3 separate regions of the Macaca mulatta genome follow, and all the other regions are linked to region 2. Evidence: chromatin contacts called from public Hi-C data. All regions are on one chromosome and are shown on one strand. Each heading gives the region's core, a stretch centred on a gene start, on an enhancer-like site or on the middle of the called end of the contact. The rest is flanking DNA. Distances are from core to core; before and after follow the strand shown. Region 1 holds the start of MRPS16 (mitochondrial ribosomal protein S16). Region 2 holds the start of ECD (ecdysoneless cell cycle regulator). Region 3 holds the start of LOC144331145.

The links. Hi-C and Micro-C count contacts between places; a contact is called where the count stands out from the background.
Region 1: a Hi-C map of liver shows a contact between it and region 2, with 5 times the contacts expected there. The contact joins the promoter of MRPS16 here to the promoter of ECD in region 2. A contact is called at or near these places in 4 of 14 Hi-C or Micro-C datasets (CD4 T cells, blood, fetal cortex germinal zone and 1 more).
Region 3: a Hi-C map of liver shows a contact between it and region 2, with 2.3 times the contacts expected there. The contact joins the promoter of LOC144331145 here to the promoter of ECD in region 2. A contact is called at or near these places in 4 of 14 Hi-C or Micro-C datasets (CD4 T cells, blood, fetal cortex germinal zone and 1 more).

The regions. Positions count from the first base shown.
Region 1 is chr9:76,301,991-76,305,155 of T2T-MMU8v2.0, forward strand. MRPS16 (mitochondrial ribosomal protein S16) reads left to right here and starts at 1,585. Exons shown (of 3, transcript NM_001257904.1): 1 at 1,585-1,672; 2 at 2,127-2,387; 3 at 3,152-3,165. The coding sequence starts at 1,660. It overlaps CFAP70 (cilia and flagella associated protein 70), which reads left to right. Exons shown (of 27, transcript XM_077946625.1): 27 at 83-376. The coding sequence ends at 163.
Region 2 is chr9:76,394,590-76,397,699 of T2T-MMU8v2.0, forward strand. It overlaps ECD (ecdysoneless cell cycle regulator), which reads left to right and starts at 1,769. Exons shown (of 14, transcript NM_001261188.1): 1 at 1,769-1,975. It overlaps FAM149B1 (family with sequence similarity 149 member B1), which reads right to left and starts at 1,617. Exons shown (of 14, transcript NM_001261753.1): 1 at 1,456-1,617. The coding sequence starts at 1,502.
Region 3 is chr9:76,466,563-76,469,801 of T2T-MMU8v2.0, forward strand. It overlaps LOC144331145, which reads right to left and starts at 1,764. Exons shown (of 2, transcript XM_077946629.1): 1 at 1,000-1,764. The coding sequence starts at 1,399. All of the region lies in intron 1 of P4HA1 (prolyl 4-hydroxylase subunit alpha 1), which reads left to right.

The sequences.
Region 1 (3,165 bases), core at 335-2,834, 93 kb before region 2:
CCCACAAAAGCGGGGTCTTCAAAGCCACATAAAGTATATCACGTATGACATATATATTTCCATTTCTTTCTCTTTCATGTAGCTGAAATTGAAAGATGAGGCTCTGCTTGCAGAGATCCACACACTACAGGAAACAGTTGGCTTTGGAAATCCATCTTTCTGATACCCCTCCAGCTGAACAATTTTCCGTATGGGACTCTTGAGTTCCTTTCCTTCCCAGAGAGTTTCACCATATCAAGTCTGCAGCTGGAGAATGAAAGAATCTTCACCATAAACAGAGACCCATTCATTTATTTCCATTGGCTGTGTTACTGGATGTTTTACTGGTTGACAAGAAACTGGGTCACAATAAAAAACGAAGATATGAAACTCAAAATTCATCAGTGTGGTTCTGGAGTTAACGTATACTGAATTATATGTAGGTATTTAGTTATATAAATAACTATAGTGTAATTGCTATAATTATATGGCATATATATACATATAATAAAATTAAGGTATAATGGGGTCATTATTAGGGTTTCTGATGAAAGCTTATTGGATCACTCCTGGAGGAAGTCTGGTGCTAAGGTCTCTGGCCAGGTTCAGTTAACTGAAATACAAGAATTAAGGCATCATTTTCAAAGGTGGCCCTGGAGGAAGACTGCTATGCTGGGTCACTGTATTAGGGCAAAGAGCATGTTAGCCCTTTGGAACTAACAATAAACGAAAAAAGCTGAATAGAGAGGTCTTTGCTGAAGGTGGAGCTATTGACACCTTCTCACTACTGACACCTTCTCACAGGCATCTTCATGGATCTAAACCACTAGGGCTCCAAGGAGACACCATTTCCCTCATCACTGAGGCCATATTCTAGGGCTACAGATGTTTAAAAAAAAAAAAAAAAAATTATACTTCACCTCTGCCCTGGATCACAGCACGGCAAAAGCAGGAATAACCTCTCCTTTATTTTTTAAGGTGTGATTGCCTCGACAGGGGTGGGATGACAATAGGAGGAAAGGTGAGAGGTAAATTAGTTTTAGTTAACGAGAAGGATAAAGTAAACTCTAGTCACTTATAATCCTTCTTCTAGTCTCAGCCCTGACACTACCTCCTCTGTGAAGTCTTCCTCAGCAAGCATTAAGTCTGCCTTCTCTGCTCGCTCTCCTTGCACTGAGTACTATTGATCGCCCTAGTTTCTCCGCTGTCATCTCACGGTCTCCCCAGCGGACTGTGAGCTCCACGAGGAAAGGACAGCGCCCTTTAGTATTTGCCTTCTCAGCGTTGCGCCTGGGCAGCAACGCCTGCAAGATGGATGGATGGTGTAGCATTTCTCTTGGAGCGCCTGGGATTCGCCCAAAACTTCTGACTCCAGCAGAGACTCAGAAGCCTGAGAGGGATCGCACCGTCACGCCCACAAGACACCAGGAGAAACGTCTCTTTTGCAGCAGTTTAAGGTACGTTAGGGGTCACCGTGTTGCATTGTGGGAAGTGTAGGGCGGCAAGCGGAAGAGGCGGGGCGAGTGGACCATCCGCTTCCGGAGTCAAGGTTTTCGGGGTTTGGACGTCTAGGTGGTGCGGCCTGCAGTTTGTTTCTGTCTGTCTTCTGCCTTGCTAAGGCCGTAGAGCTGGTGCGTGCGGGTAGCGGGGCGCTCCGAGGAGCCGTATGCCGGCGGCGCCATGGTCCACCTCAGTGAGTCATCGGGTCCCCGCGAGACGTACCGGGCGGTCACGGGGCTCGGGAGTTCGGGGCCGGGTCGGGCGGTGCTCTCCCAGGCGCGATGGAGGCAACCCGAACCTGAAGCAGCCACACTGCCTTACATTTGATCCTCCTCTCAGTTTTTTCCCCACTTAATCACCTGTGAAAAATTTCCACCCCACTGAAGCAGCTAAGGTTCGCACAAGGTCACAGAGCCTAGTGAATGGGAAGCCCATGCCGAGTGGGTTTGGGTATGAGGAGGAGGTCATTGCTGGCTGGAGTGGCCAAGAGGGGTTTCACAAAGAAGAATAGCATCTAAACTGAATTGACAGGAATAGATTGGAAGTGAGACATTTCAGTGGAAAAAGGGAACTGTGCTGTCTGTGTCATTTTGCCCTTTCTGTGCTGTTTTTTTTTTTGTGTATCCTAACCACCTGTTTTTCTACAGGTCCTCTCCTCTACAAGTCCTACCGTGGGGGCCACTTAACCATCCGCCTTGCCCTGGGTGGCTGCACCAACCGGCCCTTCTACCGCATTGTGGTTGCTCACAACAAGTGTCCCAGGGATGGCCGTTTCGTAGAGCAGCTGGGATCCTATGATCCATTGCCCAACAGTCATGGAGAAAAAATCGTTGCCCTCAACCTAGACAGGATCTGTCATTGGATTGGCTGCGGGGCCCACCTCACTAAGCCTATGGAAAAGCTTCTGGGTAACTCAGTTCTGGTCTTACCTTATTGAGGGGATTTTAAACTGAAGTCAGCTCCAGGACAGTGGGTATAAGAATGATTTTTGGCGGGGCATGGTGGCTCATGCGTGTAATCTCAGCATTTTGGGAGGCTGAGGCGGGTGGATCACTTAAGGTCAAGAGTTCGAGACCAGCCTGGCCAACGTGGTGAAACCTCGTCTCTACTAAAAAAAAAAAATTAGCTGGGCGTGGTGGCACACGCCTGTAGTCCCAGCTGTTGGGGAGGCTGAGGCAGGAGAATCACTTGAACCCAGGAGTCGGAGGTTGCAGTGAGCCAAGAGCGCATCACTGCTCTCCAGTCTGGGCAACAGAGGGAGATTCCATCTCAAAGAAAAAAAAAGAATTATTTTCGTTCCCTCTACACTGCTCAGGACTGAAGTGGAAGCTGAAGTTGTGATCTAATTGGCATTTTGAATCTGGAGGCCCCTTTTGTGGACTCCTTTGTAAGACTTTTTGGGTGACTGGTATTTTATGCTAAAAATGGGAATAGTATGTTTTGAATGGTCATCTGTCAGTTTATCTTTTTTAAAGTAAGGGGAATATTATTAGGAAGTAGACATCCACTGTCTCCTTGCCGGGGAGAAGCAGTACAGAGTTTGGCAAGTGAGGAGCATGGTTTGCATCCATGCACTGGGTCAGATCTCAGACCTCAGTTCTGTGAGACAGAGTTCCTAGGGAAGCATTGGCTTATACGGTGTTATAATAAGTGAAAAATCTGTTGCTTTTAGGTCTTGCTGGCTTT
Region 2 (3,110 bases), core at 519-3,018:
GAAGATAATCATACTCATTTTACAGAGTTGTTAAGAAGATCAAAAAGTGAAGTCAGCTGGGCATGGTGGCTCAAGCCAGCACTTTGGGGGGCCAAGGTGTGAGAATTGTTCGAGTCCAGGAGTTTGAGACCAGCCTGGGCAACATAGTGAGACCCTGTCTCTACCAAAAAAAAATTTTGTTTAAATTAGCCAGTTGTGGTGGTGTGCACCTGTAGTCCCAACTACTCGGGAGGCTACATTGTGAGGATCATCTGAGCCTATAGGTGGAGGCTGCAGTGAGCAAGGATTGCACCACTGCCCTCCAGCCTGGACAACAGAGCAAGACCATGTCTCCAAAAAAAAAAAATAAATAAAGTGAAGGCCCTTTTGGAAGTGTAAAGCATTAATAAATGTTTGACACTATTATTACTTTCTAAATTATTATACAACACTTTAATCAGGGTAAGGGATGGATCTTTTTTATTATTTATTTATTTATTTATTTATTTATTTATTTAGAGACAGAGTTTCACTCGTCACCCAGGCTGGAGTGCGATGGCGTGATCTCCGCTCACTGCAACCTCTGCCTCTCAGGTTCAAGTGATTCTCCTGCCTCAGCCTCCCAAGTAGCTGGGATTACAGGCGCCTGCCACCACGCCTGGCCAATTTTTTTTTTTGTATTTTTAGTAGAGATGGGGTTTCGCCATGTTGGCCAGGGTGGTCTCGAACTCCTGGCCTCAAATGATCCGCCCGCCTCAGCCTCCCAAGGTGCTGGGATTACAAGTGTGAGCCACAGCGCCCGGCCGTGGGGGTGGATCTTTTTAAAGCCAGAAATATTTGCTCTCTAAAGTCTCAAAAGCAAAACTGATCTTTATGGATTCTGGTGCTTAATTGCAGAGGTGGGGAGGCAGTATGTGTGATGGTTATGACCACAGGCTTCAGCATCAGATCGACATCAGGTTTGTACCTCTCAGCTCTACCACCTTCAAGCTGTGTGATCTTTGGCATGCTACAACCTTTAATTCTGGGATCTTTATCTGTAGAATGTGCAAAATAATGTTCCCAAACTGATATCATTGATAGGAGTGAGCAAATGTATGTAAATAGCTTTGCACAGTGTCAAGTGAGCACTTTCCTGGAGCCCTCAGGAACTAAGCCTTAATAGCTTAGTTATTAAGCTATTAATAACTTCTCGAGCTATCGTGGCCATTAACAATGGGACCTGAAGCACTGCGGATGCTACAAATGCTTCAGCGGACCCAGTGCCTGAGTTCAGGAATTACAGACCAAGGGCGACACGCCCTCAGCTGGAGATGGAGGAAGAAGGGGCAGCGTCCAGCAGGGCAGAGAGGAGAGAATTCCGAAGAAAAATCTCTCCCTAGCCCTGGGAAAGGAAAGGAACGAAGGACTGGTCAAGGAGGGTCCCCAGAGCGCCCGCGGCCCGCCCCGGCTGGGGTGGCTGAGCAGTCCACTCACAGCTCCAAGCTCTGTGGCACCGTCTTCCTACTGTATCTGGAGATCATCCTCCTCCTCCTCCTCCTCCTCAGCCGCGGCCGGGGCGGGCACGCCAGGGTGGGGGCCTCCGGGCCTGGCCCTCCCGCCAGCTCCGGCCCGGCCCCCTCCCGCCACCTACCGGCCCCGTCTTGCCCCGTCGCCTAGACTCCGAGCCGCCACCTCCCCAGTGTCCCCACCTCTCCAGTTCTCCGACCTCCCCGCCTTGCCGCGGGGGCGGAAGTGACGAAGGCACCCGGGCACCCGCAGAATGCTCTCACCGACGCACAGCAGTGACGACACACAAGGTTCCGGGGACTGAGCGGGTTTCAGGCTTTCAGGATTTCTGCTGGCCACAGGTCCCGGGCAGGCGTCGGGACAGAGCCTGATCTAGGCTTCGGCGGCCTGTGGCAGCTCTCGATCAGCTCTCGATCAGCTCTCGGAGTCGGAGAGGCGGCTAAGGAAAGGTGCCACAGCAGAGACGCGCAGGAGAGGCCCTGGAACCGTAAGATAAATTGGCTTCATTTTGTTAGATGGCAGGAGGGAGCCTAGACCGGATAAGGAGCACTAGACTCCAAGTCAAGCCCCTGCTGCTTAGTCGCTTCTCTTTCTGTGCTCTGGGTTTTCTCATATGTACAGTGAGGCATTCACCTGAGTAGTGATCATAGAGTCCCTTCAAGTTCTGACACCAAATTCTGCATGATGAGGTGTGTTTGGCGTTATGGGGTGAATGGGTAAAATTACTGTCTGTCCCTCTGCGTTGAAAGGCAAAATGATGATTTGGCCAGACTGTGGTGAGTGGGTGTCTGGACAGAAGAAGTAGGTTCCTTATGAATCTCTTAGAAAGCTGAGTAAGATTGGAATCGTGGAGTTAGGGTGGTGCATCCACCGCGGTTCCTTCCTTTACCAAGCATCACCTGGCAGCAAGAATAAACTAGTACTCTTATTTAGGAAAACCCTTAGAAAATTAAGAGATAAGTAAGGAAAACCCCTAGGAAATTAAGAAATATCAATGTGACCTCCGTCAAAATACCAATGACATTCTTCACAGTCATAGAAAAAAGATCCTAAAATTTATATGGAACCACAAAAGACCCAGAATAGCCAAAGCTATCCTGAGCAAAAAGAACAAAACTGGAAGAATCACATTACCTGACTTCAGATTATACAACAGAGTTATAGTAACTAAAACAGCAGGGCACTGGCATAAAAAGAGGAACAGAATAGAGAACCCAGAAACAAATCCATATGTCTGCAGTGAATTCATTTTCAACAAAGGTACCAAAAACATACATTGGTGAAAAGATAGTCTCTTCAATAAATGGTACTGGGAAAACTGATACCCATATGCAGAAGAATGAAACTAGACCCACTACCTCCCACCATATACAAAAATCAAGTCAAAATGGATTAGAGACTTAAATCTAAGCCCTAAAACTATGAAACTACTAAAAGGAAATATTGGGGAAACTCTCTAGGACATTGGAGTGGGCAAAGATTTCCTGAGTAATACCCCACAAACAGAGGCAACCAAAACAAAAATGGACAAATGGGAGCACATCAAGTTAAAAAGCTTCTACACAGCAAAGGAATTAATCGACAAAGTGAAGAGAGAACCCACAGAATGGGAGAACATATTT
Region 3 (3,239 bases), core at 514-3,013, 72 kb after region 2:
TAGTATGAAAATAATTTTGACCTTATGGATTCCCTGACTATACTTTCAGAAGTAATGATTCAGATATAATGATTTAGACATCATTATATCTACTTTTTAGTTGCCTCGTGCTCCCGAAGTACCCTCTCTCTCTTTCTGTAGCTACGTAATCAACCTCACCTCCTGCATTTAAGAGTCAAATGTTAATTATTGCTATACTTTTTAGCATACATGGAAAACTTTAGAAACCACAATTCTTAATGAATAACAAGTCTTAGCAACTCATTTTTCTGTTTCACTGACAAGGGAAAAATTATCTCCTTCATTGTATTCTCCCTCATAGTACAGGGAGATATAAAGAAACCCTTGGTTTGGGGTTACTTTATAACTAAGGCAAATGTTAGACTAAGATCAAACGCAACATTGGGTGCCTTATATAAATTAATGTTACTGGAGAATCTAATATTTACCAAGTCATTTCTGTGTGTGAGGCACGTACCTCATTTTATTCTCACAAGAAGCTTACGAGATGGATAGTATCGTCATTCCTATTTTACAGATGAGTAAACGGATACGGAGACGTTGTTAACGCCTAGTGTTACACACAGGACTGAGGCAGGATTTGAATTCAGATAACCTGACCCTGGAGCTCTCAGTCTATTATCTACTGATAAGGTATAAAGGTAGGAGATAGAGCAAGGTTAGTATAAAATGAGTGCTGAGATGTGAGAGGGAGTTTAGCAAAGCAAAAAGCCTTTAGGGACAAGACAGCTGAGCTACCAAGACAGAATCTCTATTATTTTCCACCCTATAAAAATTCTTCTTTAGTTTCTACACTCCCACGTTCCTCTTCTCAATTTTAAGATACTTTATGGCTGGTGGCCTCGTCGCTTAGGCCTGACGCGGACCCTGAAATCAAAGAGGCAAACTGAACAGGAGCGGGGAAACCCCGTGGTAACTACGGTAACGCTGGCGGGGCGAGAACCCTGCGCAGGCGCGTTACATCCCAGGCCCGCTTACCCACACCACGGCGGCCGGTCCCACCCACTCCTCTCAGCCTCAGACTCCACGGGCCGGCCACGGGTGGGGGCAGCAGGGAGGCCCGAGCTTGGCGCCTGCGCAGTCGCCGGAGCGCCGGTGTGATCGAGCTCACGTAGCGAGGGCTGCAGTCGCCTCCTCCCTGGCGCTGCCGTCGCGGCCTAGAGGTTATAAAAGGGCTAACGGGCTCCCTCTGCTGCCCAGTTGCGCCGCCAGCGGGCTGAGGGCAGGAAGTAGCCGCTCCGAGTGGAGGCAACAGGGGACTGAAGAGCGCGCCGCCCTCCTGTCCCACTTTCCAGGTGAGACGCTCCCTCGACCCGGGAGACTGAGGCTGAGGCCACTGGGCAGCCGTGGACCTTTTTGGACAGCTGCGGCGATCCATTCCTCCCAGCTGTGGTGGGACTTCTGGGCCGGGGGTTCCTCAGGTTACCACAGCAGCCTCGGTACCTTCCCCTCGGGAGACTCGGCCCCTCTCCCTGCGCCACGCGACTCCCGGCGACCTTGCTCCTTCGTGCCCCCCTTTCCACCTCCGTCCTCAGTGCGCCTCGGACCGCTTGGGCTGCTGCAGCCTCAGTCCCCGCCCCAGGGACCAGGACTTTCTTGAATTTTCCTTCCCGGGGAGGAATCACCCTGTTGATTTTTTTTTTTTTCCAAGTTTCCCTGCACCTGGTCCTCCCTAACGAGGCTAAGGGGAATGCGAGCGCGGGGCGTGGGTTTTTGACCGCCACAGCCGCAGATGGTTCGCAAGTGGCGGTGGAGAGCGGATTTTAAGGCTTGGAGCTGAATCCGAAACGCGCCAGGCATTTTTGCCCTATCGAAAGTCGCCGGGAGCTGGGGGGACCTCCCCAGAAAGTTCCGGCTGAACTCATCTGTTGCGCGCAGCGGTGCAGTATTAGCAGCCAGACGTAGCCCGGGGCGCCGAGTTTTGTGCTCCTAGCACCGAGGAAGTAGGCTCTCGGGTCACCTCGTCGTCAGGGAAGCTTCCTTCCCTCTTCTTCCCCACAACTTTTTAAAAAAAGAGATAAGAGCTCTTCTCTCAGTCTCTGTCTCTGTGTCTCTCTGGCTCTGTCTCCCGAGAATTTGCAGCTTTTAAAAGTCCACATCAGTCCAACAAATTACATGGTTGTGTGAGGATTTTGAGTTGGATTACATGGCTGGCCCCCGGATGTATGTTTCAATGGGGAGGAAGGATGGTATGATAACTATGAGTCTCTTTCTCCTAAATAATCTAATCTGTTGAATACAAATTCAATGTTTAGATGCTAACATCTTATGCGTTCCGGATTGAGTGAAGACTCTTGGAATTTTGCACTGTTTTCTTTAAAAAAAGGGTTAAAGAAGCAGCTAGATGCTCTTGTAGGAATTGATCTAAAAGGCCAAAGAGACTTGCCAATTTCCACTTAACTGTTTCTGGTTTCTCCGAGAGCGGTGGTTCTTGGACTTTCCCTTGGAATGCACTCGGAGGGGATGAAATAGCCACTACGTGAAGTGGGGGAGGGGCAAAGACGTGGCAGCAGTGTTCTTTCATCAATTTTTTACTCTCCTTTTTTTAAAGTTCTGGTTAGAAACGTATTTCCCCTTTTAGGTTTAGACATAGCTTATGAATGAGGCTTGTCTTTTCCTAAAATAATCAGATGAAAAATTCAGTCTGCAAAGCAGGAACATTGGAAGTTAATTTAAACATTTAAAGGGATTTTTAAAATCAAGTTTCTATGGAGAAAATGGGTATCCTAAGAGGATGTATTCAAGAAGCTGAACGTGAACAACCTCAACTATATTTTGTTTTGATTTGAAATGTGAATACACACCCCGTGATTTTTTTTTTAATCTTGTGAGCGTAATTTAAGAATCTGAAACGTGAACTTCAAATTTTGCCTTTTTCTTTATGTGGGAAACAGAGATTTTATCACTTACCTTTAATAAAAGTCATAGTCAGTTTTGGTTTTGAGACGTTGTGCCTTAAGTCCTGCCATTGTTTTTGATAGCTGATGGCAAATGCCTCTTAGATTTACATAGACTAACTAGGAAAAGGATCATTTCTCTTTTAAATGGGTAGTGCTGTTTTTATTGACATTTTGAAATGAGTTTCATTTTGAAGTACTGAAAACCAGGACTTTGGTAGAAGGATAATTACATTGACCATTTTGTGTTTTGGTAACTTAGATGGTAAAACAGATGAAAAATGTGTACAACTTTTAATTATGCCAAAAAAAATTAGTGCA